Regions from separate parts of the Mus musculus genome. Here regions 1 and 3 are each linked to region 2. The links are chromatin contacts, called in public promoter capture Hi-C maps. All regions are on one chromosome and are shown on one strand. The core of a region is the stretch at or near the end of the contact, and the rest is flanking DNA. Distances in the headings are between cores, read along the strand shown. Region 1 holds the start of Ktn1 (kinectin 1). Region 2 holds the start of Ero1a (endoplasmic reticulum oxidoreductase 1 alpha). Region 3 holds the start of Dlgap5 (DLG associated protein 5).

Evidence for each region. Promoter capture Hi-C pulls out the DNA fragments that hold promoters and counts their contacts.
Region 1: a contact with region 2 is called in a promoter capture Hi-C map of liver, with 10 times the contacts expected there. The contact joins the promoter of Ktn1 here to the promoter of Ero1a in region 2. A contact is called at or near these places in 2 of 39 promoter capture datasets (hippocampal neurons and liver).
Region 3: a contact with region 2 is called in a promoter capture Hi-C map of pre-B cells, with 7 times the contacts expected there. The contact joins the promoter of Dlgap5 here to the promoter of Ero1a in region 2. A contact is called at or near these places in 2 of 39 promoter capture datasets (liver and pre-B cells) and 1 of 484 Hi-C or Micro-C datasets (B cells).

What each region holds. Positions count from the first base shown.
Region 1 is chr14:47,647,867-47,651,305 of GRCm38.p6, forward strand. Ktn1 (kinectin 1) reads left to right here and starts at 1,445. Exons shown (of 39, transcript NM_001347527.1): 1 at 1,445-1,573.
Region 2 is chr14:45,316,959-45,320,025 of GRCm38.p6, forward strand. Ero1a (endoplasmic reticulum oxidoreductase 1 alpha) reads right to left here and starts at 1,614. Exons shown (of 16, transcript NM_015774.3): 1 at 1,419-1,614. The coding sequence starts at 1,532.
Region 3 is chr14:47,416,616-47,420,144 of GRCm38.p6, forward strand. Dlgap5 (DLG associated protein 5) reads right to left here and starts at 1,792. Exons shown (of 19, transcript NM_144553.2): 1 at 1,494-1,792. It also overlaps the pseudogene Gm8353.

The sequences.
Region 1 (3,439 bases), core at 195-2,694, 2.3 Mb after region 2:
GGAAGGAAGCATCCAGCTGTTCCCCTTTGAGAAGTCAAAGTTCATCCGAATAGAAGTGGCTGGCGCATTTATACTTCTGTATCGACTATAAGAAGTAAGACGTTTGGAGGATTGCTTCCCTAAAGACCATGCTACTATGTAACTTACGAAGGAACCTATGTATCATTTGTATGCAAATGATGGTGTCCTTTTCCTAATGTCAGAAAAAAAAATCTAACTGGAAACTTTTTTGTGGGTGGAGGGGGCGCAATTACAGAGTTGTTTGTAAGCTATTCAAGAACCTTTACATTCCATTACAGAAATGATACAGTTACACTTTGTATTAAGCTACTAATGGCCTCACTTCCCAACAAAGCCAAATCTTCTGGCACTTACAGGTTCAAGAGACAGCAGCTCAGAAACAGTGTTTTGCTGGCCTTGGAGCTGGTGAGTGCTGAATAATACTCATGAGAAAGGAAAAGAGCAAGCTCCTTGAGAAGTGGTGATTGGACACTGGTGGAATTCTCAATACCTCATCAGGCTGTTGCTACAAACGCTTCAGCTTTCATTTCTGCTTTGAAGAGCTCTGAAAGCTTGGGCGGAAATCATTCGAACGCAGACAGATGCGCAGCATTCTTGTAACTAGCCTATGATGAGGACATTCTCTGTTGTTAATGTTGAGACTTATCTGATGCTCCAATCATTAAGGATTGCTCCTGGGTAATGGTAATGGTGAGTCTGATTCTATTTCTCTACCCCACACTCTAGAAGCGTGCCAATCATTTGGTAACTTTTGAGGAGAGTTTAGAGTATGTTGTAGATATGTTCAGGGCAGTGACTGGCGTTGTCTGAGATAATAATAATAATAATAATAATAATAATAATAATAATAAAACACTAAAAAGCAACACCGGAGAAAAAGCTTCCATCCTCGCAGCAAAGAGCAGAGAGACGCAGAGATTCTGGTCAACCCCTCTTAGCGCTGCAGTTTCTAGTTATTTAACCTTGCTTAAGGAATGGCCAGCAGCCAGCAAGCATTGCAGCCTTACAATATTTGCACACAACTTATTTAGGTCGGCTCTATAAATTCCTCGTTTTGCGGATTTCGGAGGAGAAATCCCAGCCGTGTGTGTGTGTGTGTGTGTGTGTGTGTGTGTGTGTGTGTGTGTGTGTGTGTGTGTGTATGTCTAGCAACTTGGAGTACGGTTAAAAGGAATCAACCCGTGTCGGGGGCCAAGTGGTACTTTTGTGCGAGGGTCACGTGAGACCAAGGCCGACTGGGGGAGGCAGAGTAGGGTTGAATGGATGAAGGGATTCCGCAGGGACTTCCAGGCGGAGGGTGACGTCTCTGCAGCCCAGCGCGGGGCATCTGGAGGCCGCCGGCTGCGCGGACCTGTCCCTTTAAGGGGCCGGTCTCCGGGCCCCTCTGGCCGCGACGCCCGGACGTGCGGAGCCGCCCCGCCCCGAAGCCGCCCGTTTCCTGCGGGGCGGCGCGACGGCACCTGAGCTACTGCGGCGGGGCCTGGGAGCGCGCTGACCAGGAGGTAGAGCTCGCGCCGCTGCATCGTCCCGGCCTGGTACCCGGCTGCGCAGGGTGAGGAGCAGGGCCGGGGACTCCAGGGCGCGCGGGCGCGGGGCGCAGGGCGGGGGGCTGCGCTCGCGGGGTAGGCCTCGCACGGAGGTCGCAGTGTGCAGCGTCCGCCCAGGCCGCGCCGCCGCCGGCCCGCTCCGAGGATCCGCCTGCGGGTTCGGGCTCCAGGGTTCTGGCTCGGCGATCTCCCCGTGGCTGCAAGGTCCGATCCCAGGTCCGCGAGTGGCCGGAGCTCCCCGGCCATCTCCTCTGAGGGCGAGGTCGATCCGCCAGGGCCGCGGGGTGACCGAGGAGCCTATTTTTAGCTGGGCTCGCAGGCCCCAGGGCGGGCTGGCGGATTAAGGCTCTGATGAGGGTGACCAGAGGGAGCGCCTCGCCTCGCCTCGGGCGCCCTGGGCTCGGGCTGGGCCACGCGTGCGCCATGCTGGAGCGGCTCTCCCCTCGCTTGTCCCGGAGCGCCGCCCCTCCCACCACCCGGTCCTGGGAGTTAGGGGAAATCCTGCGAAGTTCTCCCTCTCTCCCAGGGGTGTGTCCGCCTTGGTGTCCAACAATAGAATTTGGGGTGTCCCGGATCTGGCCGCTTTTGGCGTAAGGGAGCAGAGTTCGGCCATCCGAGACCGGGGCTTGGGAAGCAGCGTTCTCTTCTTTGTCCGGCTGCCTCTCGGTTTAGGTCAAAAAGTGCGCTGTTTAGTGTCTTCGGGTCCTTCTGGGAGGAGGCGGAAACCCGGATTCTAACAGCAGGGCCACTGCTAGAAGTGGATTCCTTAGCAGCTATGTGGATTAGCATAGCTTCAGAAGCTGCGGGCCGAATAGAATAGTTCAAAGTTTTGGAGTGTTCTGAGAAATTGACAGCTCCACACCCAGGTAAAGAGGAGCTCCCCAAAGGTGAACTAGACATTGAGTTGTGTAGCAGGTGACTTAGGGGTGATTTAACTTTTTTTTTTTTTTTTTGCCTGAATTAGGTTGCACTTGTTTTCTCCCCTCACCCGCAAGCACTGGCAGCAGTGGCTCTGGTGTGGGTAAAAGCATTTGGTGATGAGACCTGAGATAATCTGTCCATGCTGCCCTGGGGCATTCCGGCTGACCTGTGTTCTGTATGTGCCGCGGTAGCCTTTCATATCTGATGTGTTGCTTGGTAAATAAGCCTCTTTCCCATTCCACCTTTCTTTTAGAGACCTTACACGAAATAGCTAGGCTTAATTATGTAGGTTCTTTCCCCATGCCAACCCTGAGTTAGAAACGTCTCTGAATTTTGTAGCCCTCAGTAGACATACATGTCTTAATTATCAGGTGCATTAGAGAATAAGGTGTTCTACATTACTGAGACACACACTCAAATATATCGGGAAAATTCCTCAAGTGTATTAAACACTTTAATATCACAAAGGATACCCAGTATATAATCCTTTCTTGATTCATTGTCAGCATTATGGAAAGCCGTTGGTTTGTTTTATTTTATTGGTATATTTCTATGACCTCCCTAAGTATTAGCAGCCTCTTTCTCTGATATAGTTTCCCCCTAAACAAATCTAATAAGCAAAATCCACACAAACCCCTCACCCCCCGAGCAGTGTACAGGCTTGCTAGTTTGTAGGTTTTGATCTTTTGTTAGATTTTGATAAAGACCTAACAAGTAAAGGGCTTGTTCTGAGGCTCAGCTTCTAGAGGACGCATGGTAAGATTGACCGTCAGTCAGTCTTTAGCTGGAATTTTACTTGAACTCTTTGGAGGATGTATCGTTTTTCCAGGGAGGGACTCACTGGGGTCAGCCAGAAACTTGAGCATGCCATATATACTTTTGACACCTCTAGCCCTCGAATATGTATTTTTGTTTGTATGCCTACTATGCTTTTTTTTTAATGGCCAAAT
Region 2 (3,067 bases), core at 364-2,863:
TGTTTAGATGTTGAAACTGTTTACCTTAAATTTGTAATCAATAGAAAAATGGCCTTTTTCTGGACTTCTAACAACTCACTTCTGCTCCAAAATTACTCAACAAAACAATAAAATCCAAAAGTTTAAAGCGATGAAACAGATAACACCCCTTCTTCCTGACACTCGAGTGCTTATCTTACAGTATCATATGCAGCATACACGTATTTCTGATCACAAATAATAAGACCCACGAGTGACCTGGCTGTCTATCCCTCCATTTTTTTATAGATGTAATTTCAGAAATCGAAGTCCACCAAAAAGGTGGCTATAAGAAGAGCCACTGCTTATAGGGCTATAAGAAAGCCAATGCTTGGTCATTTGCCTGAGGACCCGAGGTGGATCCCGGTGTCCCATGTGGTGGTTGGGGAGAGGTTCCTGCAAGCTGTGGACTAAAAGCACCCCCTACAATGCGTACATTCACAGGTACAATATACATACCCACAAAACAAACCTGTATTTTAAACATCGTAAAGAACAGTAATGAACAAGTCGAGGGGGAAAGGGTGCTGGCCAGCGCCAGGTGTGGTCGTGAACGTCTGTTTAACAATACAATTTACATATTAAGTATCTCAGTAATAAAATGATCTAATACACTTTTAAACAGAAGAAAGTCTGGGGAACCGCTAATATTCGAGAGTTCTTCCAGGCTTTACAAGAAAGCACTAAGAGACTAGCACATCGACTGAATATGATACTTCTGGGTATTTCCAAGCTGTTAGCATTTCCTTAAGACAGCAAAATGAAATTCACAGTTATTTCAATGCGCCTAGCCTAAACGGCCTCATACAAAATTTACAGGCTACACTAAGAAAATAAAATTCTTTGAATGTTTTGCTCACGGAACCCACATCTCCTACAGAAGTAAATAATCACAGCTCATAATCAAACTTGAATACAGAAGAGCTAGGGCCTACCTCGGATTCCGCAAAGGAAGTGTCAGTATACGAGAATAAGCTTCAGGGGCAAGGTGCACCATACACAGGCCGAGAAGTCACAGGACAACAACAGCCGCAAAGACACCAGGCAGTTAGATCAGGCCACCCAAAGAGCCCCTCAAGGTCATTCAACCTCTTGACAACGACAAGACCTAAAGAACAACTAGTCTCCCCAAGAGTCCATATCGGGAACAGAAAGGCTGGGGACGTCCCCGGCACCGCTCGCACGAGGTGCCCAGGTGCCGGGTCCATTCAGAACCCCCGGTCCTGTGGACACGGAGCAGCCAAGGCAGGATGCAAGGAAGCAGTGTGACAAGCTGGCCAGGCGCCCACGCCCATCGAAGGGTGCCCCGTCCCGGGGCGATCGGGAACGCGGTGCGGGCCGCGCATCAGGATCGCCGGCGCCCGGAGATGCGCAGCCCCTGGGCCGCCCGCGCGCCTCACCTGGCAGAAGCAGCGCTGTGCCGCTGTCTCCGGCCGCCGCTCCTCGCCGTGGCCCAAGCGCAGCAGCCACACGACGCCCAGGAGTCCAACGAGCAAGCCCCAGGCGCGGCCCATCGCCGCTCGCCGCCCACCGCCCTCTACCCGCGCCGCCGTGCTTGGCTCCCCGGCGCAGGCCGCGCGCCCGCTGAAGTAGCCTGCGCCGGCCCCGCCCCGCGCTCCGCCCTGCGCCCTCCGCGCTCCCGCCTCCCCTGCGGACGTGCAGCGGCGCGCGCCTCTGTCCACGCGAGCCTCGGGCGGCCGCCTTCCTGCGCGCCCCGCTCACGCACCCGCCTCCGGTACACCTGGCCTGCAGCTCGTCCGGCGCAAAGACGCGGTCCTTCCGGGGTCGGGGTATCCCCCGAGCCACACTGCCCGGGGCCTGCGCCGTCCTGCCCGCCCCGCCCCGGAGCTCACGCCAGCCAGCCCATCCTTTCTCAACACTAGGAAATCCCGAGCCTGGGTTACGTGTCCGCCGTGCTCTGGCTGCCTAAGCCTTTTAAAAGGATGTTGGAGTTCATCTCGGGGAGCACGGCCGTACACACGATTCAGTGGCTTTCTAGTTTTTCCCTTCCTACATCCTACAAAGGGAACAGGTGAAATTGGTTTCCAAAGGGCTGTGCACCGCGGCTTACACCTATAATCCAACACTCCAGAGACTGTGGCAAGAGGATTGCTCAATGTCAAAGACAGCTTGAGCTACATACTTCCTGCCCTATAGAGTTAGGCTCTATTTTATAAATAAATGTTTAAATATAATAATAAAAACATGTTTTTATTAAACTAGCATAGAGAAGATATTAGCTCAATGTGTAGTCCCGATTTGTTCATAAAAAATTGACTCCTTTTTTGCTGTATTTTATGCGAATTAGGCATATTTCACAAGCTAGAGAGCAATGTGGTAAAGACTATTCAATCTCTCGTTTCATAAGTGGAAATGGGGAAAGCTGTTGCTAAGAACTGGAGTCAGGCAGTGAGAAGCCTTGCTTAGCCTGTTATCTATAGCATGCACTGTACACAGAGTAAGATAATATGGCCTTATAAGCTAATATTGTCTTCACGATAGCTATATTCCAGCTCATACTTACCTTTTCTAGAACCAGATCATAGTGTCTCTGTTACAGGTGTTTTTGCTGGTGTTCTTTTCACACTGTTCCAGATTAAAAGCAAGTTTCCATTCAATTCACTTTGCAATGCCGAGCTTGGCCTTGGAAGTACACAGGTGCATCGGCTCCATAAAACTGACAATGTCGTCAGTTTTCTTGGCTTCGTTGTCTCGTTTAGCTTGGGGTAGTGCATTTTTATTTTGATGAAGGGTCTCACTGTGTATTCCTGACTGGTCTGGAACTTACACTGTGGACCACGCTGGCCTCGAACAGGCAGAAATCAATTCACCTCTGCCTCCCTAGACCTGAGATTAAACACCTGTTGCCACCACAACCAGTCTTCCAGTCTTATTTTTAGTTCACTAATAATTGTGTGTAAGATATGTTTTCAATCCATATGTACATTGTAGGAAGACTCAATCACACTAATATATCCATCACCTCACCAGCTTGACTTTTTCTTACAAGAATGTTTAAAAAAATAAGTCTATTAGTATCTTCAGTCTA
Region 3 (3,529 bases), core at 542-3,041, 2.1 Mb after region 2:
TTTATTATTTAAAAAAAGTAAAATAAAATCTCAGGTCAGGCTGTGGCAGGCAGAAGGCTCAAGCGAGCAAATCATGTGAGCTTTGCATAGCCTGGGCTAAAGAGTAAAACATTCTCTCAAAGAGATAAATTAGTAAACTAATAAAAATGATCAAGACTTCAATCTATCTCCTACACCACTCTGCACTTCCTTGAAATGAAAATATTAAAACTCACAATGGAAAAAATATGAGTAGATATGAAAGTAGAAAAGTCATCACAGATGAGATACCACGGCCTATTTGGGGGTTATGAGTAGGAAGTAAGTAAGGTCTGAAACCCACCTAGACCCTTCATCGCAGCATCACCCTACTGTGATGAACACACTCCTGTGACTTTAACACCTGGCTAAAGCTGGCCTGATAAATACTGTGCAACCACAGTCGGAAAACCAAAACAAGAGGGCCTGCTCATGGTCAGTCGGTCTCAGCTCCAAAGGAGGCTGGTGGGAGCTATGTGAAACCTTGTTTTAATCCTCTCCCCACCAAAAGAAAAAAAGGAAAAGAGAGAAAGTGTCAAACACAACTACTAGAGAAAGAGTTTAAGCAAAACTTGTTAACACGGTTGTCTTAGACAGGGTGTCAATTGCTGCAACAAAACACCATGACCTAAAAGCAAGTTGGGGAGGAAAGGGCTTATTCAGCTCACACTTCCACTTTGCTATTCATCATCAAAGGAAGTCAGGACTGGAACTCAAGCAAGGCTGGAACCTGGAGGCAGGAGCTGGTGCTGAGGCCACAGAGTGACCCTTCTTACTGGCTTGCTTCACTTTCTTACAGAACCAAGGATTGCAGCCCAGGGATGGCTGCCACCCACAAGATGCTGGGCCCTTCCCCATTAATCATTAACTGAGAAAATGCCTTACAGCTGGACCTCATGTCGTCATTTCCTCAACTGAGGTCCTTCTTCTCTAATGGCTTGTGTCATGGTGATGGTCAAGTGGACCTCTCAGGTCAGCTCCCCTGCCTGTGCACTCATCTTAAGATTCTCCGTCTAATACTTACAGCAGGTTAGAGAGAAATGACAGCGTCTTCAGGAAAAGCAGAATCCACTGACACTTGTGGGCTATTTTGGGAGGTTACTAGCATACAGGTCGGGTAGAGTCTCATCTCTAATACGCTGTCAATGCTTTAGGATAATCTACATTTTTCATGCCAATTTTTTCCAAAGGTTTTTTTTCTTGTTGTTTATGTGTATGTCTATTTCTGTGTTGGGGTGGATGCATACTGGTGTCCAGTAGAGGGTGTCGGACCTCTTGACGCTGGAGCTACAAGGAGTTTGTGACCTGCCCTACGTGGGATGCTGGGAAGCTAACTCTGCAAACAAGTGCTCCTTCCTAACTGTTGAGCCATCTCACCTAGGCCATTTTTAAATTTTTTCGGGACAGTCTCGTCCCAGGCCATTCTCGAGCTGGTATGCAGCCACGGAGGACCTTGAACTCTTGATCCCACTTACCTGAAGCAGTTTCTGGATCCACAACAATGTCGCAACACAGAAAACTCCACCGATCCGCAGAAGGAACTCCCGGACCGACCCTTCACGGAACTGAAATTTCCCGCTGCCAGCCGCTGATTGGAGGGACTTTTGCCAACACTTCCGGAAGCTCCCGCCCCTTCCCCTCGAACGAGGCTTGCGATAGGTTGGTTCTGTGCGACATTTAAATTGTTTGGAAGGCAAAGGGTTGGGAGCGGGAGGGCGAGGGGGAGGAGGGAGGCGGTAAACCCGCTAGGCGTGGCAGCGACACACTATAAACTCAGTGGGGCGGGCCGCACTTGTTGGCTCTTCAGGCCGGTTTTCTTCTTTCCTTTTAAACGTGTTTGTTTGTTTGTTTGTTTGTTTTGGTTTTTAAGACAAGGTCTCACTATGTCTGGGAACTCACTATGTAGACAAGGCTGGCCTCGAACTCACCGAGATGCTCCTGCCTGTCACTGAGTGCTGCTGGGATTACGGGCTGAGCATCCACGCTAAAAAAAGGCAAAGGTTTTAAGTTAAACGAGATCATTTATTCCATTTCTCCTTCTTTTCTAAGGCAAAATTAACGTCTGCCTTAGAAATCAACTGAGATTTCTAACAGACACATAAACGAAGGCACACATCCCATGAGATATCAAGAAAACAAAAACGCCTGGGCCAGGACAGCTGTGCTGACCATGTGTTTGTAGACTGATCGGTATCCAGTAGACACCGGGAAGATAAATTAGGAAAGAGTTTGTAAGTTTGGCTTTTGCTTTTTCCCTGCCAACATCTTGGGAAAGAGGACCAGCTGCCTGCAGCTCTATAGCAGCACTGAGACCTCTGGGACATACAAAGAGAAAGATGAAGATAGGTAACTGACATAATATTCATGGTTATGTTAGATCTGATGGGGGAAAGAAACACCAATTTCGCGAGTGGCTGATTAAAGCAAGCTATATCTGATTAAAGCAAACTGGCCAGCCAGCTGCGGTCTCCCAAAGTGGAGATTTCAGAGAGCAGCCCCTCACTGGCTTTTGAGGTTCTTTTTATGGGAATGGGTCAGGGTTGCTAAAAAAAAAAAAAAAAAAAAAAAAAAAAGAGCCGTTGGAGATAACTGACTCTTAGTGCCTTTAGCATCTGGGCCAGCGGGAGAGTGAGCCACTCGGGGTTCAAGGCTACCTATGGGGTAGATAAATGCAAGAACACAGCATGTGGAAGGGGAGTCATCACAGGTGTTCAGGAACTTAACAAGGCAAAGGGGTGGGCGTACATCATGGGGTCACAAGTTCAGCATAGGTTGAAAAACATGGTTTGCAGGAAACAAACCTGTTCTTGTAAGGTGTTAAAAGACACCTTAAGACGTAGTAACAGTGTGTGACAATGTGGTTCCTGTTTGGGTTTCACTGTTGTTTTAAAATAGCTGAGACTGGGGGCTGGAGAGTTGCTTGGCAGTTGAGAGCACTTTCTTGCCCTGGCAGAAAACCCAGGCACCCACGTGGTGGCTCACAACTCTCTGTAACTCCAGTTCTAAAAGATCCATCACATTCTGACCTCTGTGGGCAAAACACTCATAGGCAGAAAACAAAATAAATCTTAACCCACCACCACCACCCAGGGACCCAAAACTGAGTCTCTATTGGCCTCGGCTACTTGAGGGGAGTGAATCGGGAGGAGTGGGTGGCACCGATCCCGGGCGGCGGCCGTGCTTCACAGGTTTGTAGGTGATGGAGAACTCGCCCAGGTAGTGGCCTATCATCTCTGGTTTGAGCTCCACCTAGTTGAAGGTCTTGCCATTGTACACGCCCACCATGCTGCCCACCATTTTGGGCAGGATGATCATGTCCCCTCAGGTTTGTCTTCACCACCTCGGGCTTCTCCATAGGTGGCGCCTCCTTCTTGGCCTTTCTCAAGGGCTTGAGCAGTTAGTTCTGCTTCCGCCGCAGGCCAAGGTTCAGGCGCCGCCTCTGGCGGGTGCTGTACAACTGCATCAGCTGCTCATAGGTCATATCGAGGTCCACGCCACCGCCACCGTAGGT